Linked DNA regions of Gossypium hirsutum: region 1 is linked to region 2. The links are chromatin contacts, called in public Hi-C maps. All regions are on one chromosome and are shown on one strand. Each heading gives the region's core, a stretch centred on a gene start, on an enhancer-like site or on the middle of the called end of the contact. The rest is flanking DNA. Distances are from core to core; before and after follow the strand shown. Region 1 holds the start of LOC121225164 (protein TWIN LOV 1). Region 2 holds the start of LOC107887240 (mitochondrial outer membrane protein porin of 36 kDa).

Region 1 (3,343 bases), core at 551-3,050, 190 kb after region 2:
CTACTTCTTTTACTATTGTTTCACATTATATTTAAGTGTACGAATTTATATTTGATGTATTCCACATCTATTAATAAATAAATATAAAAATTAGGAAGTTGAAAGTTACTTCAAACTAATATTTGAGCAAAATTTACTTTACTTATTAACATATAATTTTATTTATTTTCCTATTTACTTAAACTTCCAAAAAGATTTAATTATTTTATTTAAAGTAATAATTTAATGCAATCAACTCAATGATAATATATAGTTGAGTAAAATTAAGTCTAAAATATTTTATATGTATTTGCACAAAAAAGTGATTAAAAAATTTAAAAAAAATAAAGAAGATAAAAATAAAATATAATTAATTATTATTTATGAAAAATTATTAAAAATAAACATACATAAATTAACTTTAAAATAAATTACATTTAATGTACACATTATATTAGGCTATAGGAATAGATCTCAAAATTATACATGAACTTTGGTCTAAAGTGCAATTTTAAATATGAAATTTTGATTGGATTCAATTCTCACAAATTATTAACACAATTATTGATATAACATCATTTTATAGTTATGTATTGCATACATAAATAATTATATTTATCTATTATAAAAATAAATTAATGTATTTATTTCTTTAAATGTGTATGATTAAATAAAATATAAAATTTAAAGTATCATATAGAAATTTGAACCAAAATCAAATTTTTATGTGTATAATTACACCAAATCAAAGTTTATATATTAAATCATATATTAGATCAAAGTTCATATATAATTTTAAGATTTATCCCTAAAATATAATCTATACTATTATTTAACTATTTTATTGAGTTAATATTACGAATTAACTTGATATTAACTTAATAAAAAAATATTAAAAACTGAAATTCTAAAACAATTAATAAATATTATTATATGGCTTTGAAATTTCTATACTTTTACAATAAATTTATTAAAATTAATTTAAATTCAAACTAAAACACTTATGACAACACTTCAATACAAGACTTCAAACTTTTAAGATGTCAATTTTGTCATGAATGTGTCATAATATAATATAATATAATATAATATAATATGATTAGTTTGTTTGCCTGCACATGGTTATATGTATAAATTAAAAAAATTATTTAATTGTTTTATAATATTTATAATGAAATTTTTAAATATATTTTTTAGAAAATTTTAAATTTTTATTTAAGTAATTATAAAATTTCTTAAATCTAATAGAGAAGATAATTATTTAAATTGTTAATTTTGTTATTTTCATTGAAATCTAATTATTAATTTATATAATTTCTTTATTATTTTCACTTACTTCATGAATATGTTTTAAAATAATTAAAAAAGGGTAATTGAATAATAGTAATTAACTAAAGGTATTTTGTGTTTTCCACTAAAATTGATCTTGTAAATAAGCAATCCAACCTCGGTTAATTTTTTTAAAATAAAAGGGAATAAGTATGCATTGTGTAGTTTTGTTGTAAACTATAAATATAAAAATAATTAAATGAGTAGACATTTAACATTTGAGTACCAAAAACACATCAGGAAAATGAATGTGATTTGACTCGGTTTCTTGTAACTTGAAAAATAATAAGTTAAGAAAAGAATGACAATGAGATGACGCGGCTAAAAGGATAAGTATGAGAGAGAATTGTGCCACCTCGGCTTTTCTTTCTTTCCCTGTCTCAGCCTGGAGAAATAAAATGGCTATAGACAAATTATATAATTCAACTTTGGAAGTTTTTATATTTTGTTGCATTGGGGTCAATAATAATTGAATAAAAGAAGGGGCGGGGGGGGGGGGCATTCTGTTTTGAGTAGAGAAATAGGGTAATGGAATAGATTTGAGTGAAAATGAATGAAAATTTTAATACAAAAATGAATTTATTTTAATTTTAAACAAAAGTGGAATTTGTAAGACATTGAAAAGGAGGGATTTTGGTTGGATTTGTAGCGTAAATTGGTTGGGAACCTTCCACCTTTATACTTTGTGAGAGGCCCTTCTCTTTTGTTTTCTTCACTCTTAATTCATATGATCTCTCATCTAAATGTTTAATACTAATCTTACCATTTTTGTTGGATTATAGAAAAAAATCCATCACATCAATTGTCAAGTTGTTCGAAGCCAATCAAATTAACTATGGAAATGTAATGCTTGACTGCATTCTGCTTTTTGTTTCCAGGCTCCTAGTTTGTGGTTTATAGTTTGCAATAGTAATAGTAGAGGTAGATGATTCTCCAACTGGGCAACTCCCAATCATCACAAATATTCATTCATTGAAGCCAAAAGGCAAAAAACCAAAAAAGAAAAACGATTGATTGGAATTGCTCAAGCATCGTTGTTCATTCGCTCCTAATTTTGATTTCCTAAGATATTTTCCCAATTTCCCACTTCTCACACCCACTCCTTTTCTTCCTTTTCACCTTACTCACTCCCACACACACAGAGTTTGCTTCTAAAAGACAAAACATTACTATTAATCAACTTTACATTCAATACTCTTCCACCTTCTCCTAGTAATTTTTAGAATTTTTAAAGCTTTTTCTGTTCTCGGTTCCTGTCTTTTGCTTTTTTTCTTTGATATTTTCAGTCTGCGAATTCTTCAAACTTCTTTCAAATATATTACTACCCACATGGGATTGGTTCCAACCGCGAAACCCAGAATCGCAGGTCTTAAAAAACAACGCCAACAACGACGAAGATGGATTCTAAATTGGGTTTAATCCAACAATCTTTCAATACCCGTTACTCCCAATGGGTTCGCGAAGCTCTCGACGAACTACCCGACAATTTCACCATCACCGATCCTTCTATTTCAGGCCACCCTATCGTTTTTGCCAGCCGGGGCTTCCTAAAAATGTCGGGTTATTCCCTAGAAGAAGTGATCGGCCAAAACGGCAAGATATTTCAGGGCCCCAAAACCAATCGGAGAACGGTGATGGAAATAAGCGAAGCGATTCGACAAGAGAGGGATGTTCAAGTGAATTTGGTGAATTATCGTAAAGACGGGACGCCGTTTTGGATGTTGTTTCATATGAGTCCGGTTTTTGGCAAAGAAGATGGGAGGGTGATTCATTTCGTGGCTGTTCAGGTCCCGATTACCAGGAAACCCAGGAGGAACGGAGGGGTGAACTTGAATGAGGATGGCTCGGGCTTTAATGAGATTATGTTCGGCTCTTGTAGGAAGGAAGTGGATACCAATCCTGTGCTGGAATTGGGTCGTGTTTTGTCCTTGGATTCCGCTACTAATGGTTCGTTTTCTCAGCTACATATGTTTTATAATGTAGCCATTATTGTTCGATCAACTGCGGTTTGCTCATACATTTGATGCAATCAAAT
Region 2 (3,544 bases), core at 642-3,141:
CAGTCAATGTCGAATGCATCTAATCTGTCCCTAGTAGGGCATCGACTAAGTCCATCTGTGCAAGAACTGTTTGCATCTTTATCTGCCACAACGCGAATCTGGTGTTGCAATCCAACAGCGAAATTTCATACTTCAAATACGCCATTACCATGATTGAGATGAACAACCCAGAAGCTCTGATACTAATTTGTGAAAAAAAATAGAACGTTGATAAAGAAAAGAAAAAAAAAGAACACACAGATTTTTACGTGGAAACCCTTTCAGGAAAAAACTACGGGTAGAGGAGAAGATAATTCACTATGTCGAATTCGAATGATTACAAAAGGAGTAAGCTATGTCTATTTATAGGCTTGTAAAACCATATTCTAATAGAAGGAGTGTAGTAAGATTGAAACACCTTATTCTAATCAATATCAAATAAATGAAGTTTATTAAGGTTTAAAAAACCTTATTTTAAAATAATAATAAAAAGTGTAGTTCTATAAGAATTTTACTTTCATTTTATTTTACCACTGTATTTTATTTAAATAAGGATTCGGATCACTTAATTCTAACATTACTCAACTATGCCCACGTTTCTAGTTTTGTCATCCAACTTTCAAATTTTCAATTTAGGCACTAACATTTGAATTTGTTCCTGTTTTGGTCACCCGCTTGATTCTAAATAATTCAATAAACTTAACTATTCACTTTTACAAATTCTATCAATTTGATCTTTAAACTTTCTAATCAAAGCTTTCAACTTTTAAAATAGAGGCAATCCACATCTATAAATTTGTAAAACCCAAAAAGAAAAAAAGAAAAACTTCTCTCAACTAATGAGCCATTTTCTGAGCCAATTTTAGATACCAATTGGTTTATCTTGAACATTTCTCTCCCTTTCTCTTTATTTTCATTAGTTTTCTTCTAAATATAGTATTGTATAGCGCTTTTATTGATAAAAATTTGACTAAAGAAAATGGAAAAAAAGGTTAAAAAGAACACTTTAGATTTACTCTTATTGTTAACAATATGACATTTTTTTCAAAGTACATAGAAATAGTCCTCGAAGTAGGTTCTGGAAATTGAAAATTAAATTCAGAGCTAAAAAATATGGCTTTGAAAAATCCAATTGTTAAATCAATAATTATATCATAAGAAAAAAATGAAAGAATTAGTTGAATATCCTTTTGTTCATTAATTTTTTAAAATTTTATAAATTGATTAAAAGATTATCATGTAACTATTTATTTTTAATTTTTAAATCCACAATAAGTAGTATATATTAATAATCTAATTTAGTGTTAAATTATTTATCAAATTAATTAAAAACTAAAATTATTCTAGTAGAGTGAAAATTTATTTCTTACAAATATTAAATTATTATATAATTTTATTATATAATATATTTTTAAATTTTTTATTTTCTATTATTTTAATAGTGTTTAGTTCATTTTGAACACTAACTTCTTAAAAATATAAACAAAAAGGGTTATGTACATTAATTGGATAATTTCAACCTAAATAAAACAATTAATAGATGTGGATTGCCTTTGCTTTGAAAGCTAGAAGCTTTGGTTAGAAAGTTTAAGGATCAATTTGATAGAATTTGTAAATATGAAAGGTTAAATTTATTTAATTATTTAAAATTAGGATCAAATTAATAGAATATGTAAGTATTGAGGACTAAATGTGTTATTATAACAGTTAAAAATTAACATGGGAGCAACTAAAAATAATTCAAATGTTAGTGCCTAAATTGAAAATTTTTAAAATTAAGTGACTAAAATAAGAATGTGGGTATAATTAGATGACCATTTGTGTAGTTTATCCTAATAATAATAGACTTCTACTTAAAAACGTGATCAGGCGACGAATTGCCCAATGTGCCCATTCCTGATATCAGCGGCCAAGGCTTTCTCACTTCATGATCAACGGTCCATAAAACTCCTTTTATTTTCAAATTAAACGGTTTTTCAATTATTATTATTATTATTATTCTTTTCCATCCCTGTCTTTCGCAACCAGCCTTCGTTTCTCACTTTCCTCTCCATTTTCTCGGCGAAATCAAGCATGGGGAAAGGACCTGGTCTCTACTCCGATATCGGAAAAAAGCCTAGAGGTGAAGTTTTTTTCTCCTTTTATAGTTTATTTTTCATTTCAGCTTCCTTTGTTCATTTTTGTTTTTGTTTTAATTTCAGATATTCTTTACAAGGATTACCAGGCCGACCACAAGTTCACTGTCACTACTTATACCTCCAATGGAGTCGTGAGTTTTTCTTTTAATTTTATTTTTAAATATTCCAGATGATATGGTGAAACATCTGCTCTCTTCAGTTCCGATTGTTTTAATTTATTTTCTTTGTCATAAACGAATTCGTAATTCATATTTTAGCAAAGCCTATTAATTTGTATATGAATTTTTTTCTCTTATTTGTATATAATTTTTTCCAATACGCTCGCATGAATATCTGATCTTATGAATTTATGATTGATCTAGAGATTTATGATTTTGGCTCATTTTTTCCCTTTTCAATTATGTCAGGCAATCACATCAACTGGGATTAAGAAAGGTGAACTGCTTTTGGCTGATGTAAGTACTGAGCTGAAGAACAATAACATCACAACCAATGTCAAAGTTGACACTAAGTCTAATGTAAGTTGTAGAACAATTAGATAAGTCTTCGAATTTTAAAGGTCGTGTTCATATAATCATTGCATGCTATCTCATTACGATGAATACAAAGGTAAGCAATGTTTTGGTCTTGTACTGTTTTTACTCATTGTCCGGGTGAATTCAGTCTTGGCTTAAGTATTATCTCATTCTGTTTTTTTTTTTCAATAGCTTTTTGCCACTGTTACTGTTGATGAACCTGCACCTGGATTGAAGACAATCTTTAGTTTTATTGTCCCTGATCAAAGGTCTGGCAAGGTAATAGACTTCCTTACTCATGCCATTAACTTCCTTTTTTTTTTTTTAATAATGCCAACATTTTCTACATCCTGGTTTAGGTAGCTAGCTGTAGCTATGTTTGTCATTTACTTCTGTAAACTTATAGGTTTCATCATGTGGTCATGACATGGTCTTTGTCATTATTGTGACAGGTGGAACTGCAATACCAGCATGAATATGCCGGCATAAGCACTAGCATTGGTTTGAATGCTAATCCCCTTGTTAACTTCTCTGGGGTGGTTGGAAACAATTGTGTCTCAGTGGGGACTGATCTCTCATTTGACACCGCCAGTGGAAACTTTACCAAATTGAATGCTGGGCTGAATTTCACCCATTCTGACCTCATTGCTTCCCTAACATTGTATGTAGTTCCTCGGCGGAGTTGGCTTTAACTTTTAGTTTACTTATTCACATATCCATATTTTCATATGGAACTTCCAGTAAACTGGTTTTTTCTTTCTGTAGCTTGTGCATGTATTCTGTTATTGTGCTTGTGGTTTTGATGAGGTTAATTTGTCGATAACCACAGAAATGATAAAGGTGACACTCTTAATGCTTCCTACTACCACATTGTTAGCCCATTGACGAACACAGCGGTTGGTGCGGAGCTGA

Evidence for each region. Hi-C and Micro-C count contacts between places; a contact is called where the count stands out from the background.
Region 1: a contact with region 2 is called in a Hi-C map of leaf, with 2.0 times the contacts expected there. The contact joins the promoter of LOC121225164 here to the promoter of LOC107887240 in region 2. A contact is called at or near these places in 5 of 34 Hi-C or Micro-C datasets (hypocotyl and leaf).

The regions. Positions count from the first base shown.
Region 1 is chrA03:64,455,413-64,458,755 of Gossypium_hirsutum_v2.1, forward strand. It overlaps LOC121225164 (protein TWIN LOV 1), which reads left to right and starts at 1,801. Exons shown (of 7, transcript XM_041109298.1): 1 at 1,801-3,255. The coding sequence starts at 2,706.
Region 2 is chrA03:64,267,846-64,271,389 of Gossypium_hirsutum_v2.1, forward strand. It overlaps LOC107887240 (mitochondrial outer membrane protein porin of 36 kDa), which reads left to right and starts at 1,892. Exons shown (of 7, transcript XM_041093681.1): 1 at 1,892-2,101; 2 at 2,181-2,248; 3 at 2,525-2,635; 4 at 2,825-2,911; 5 at 3,085-3,293; 6 at 3,462-3,544. The coding sequence starts at 2,053.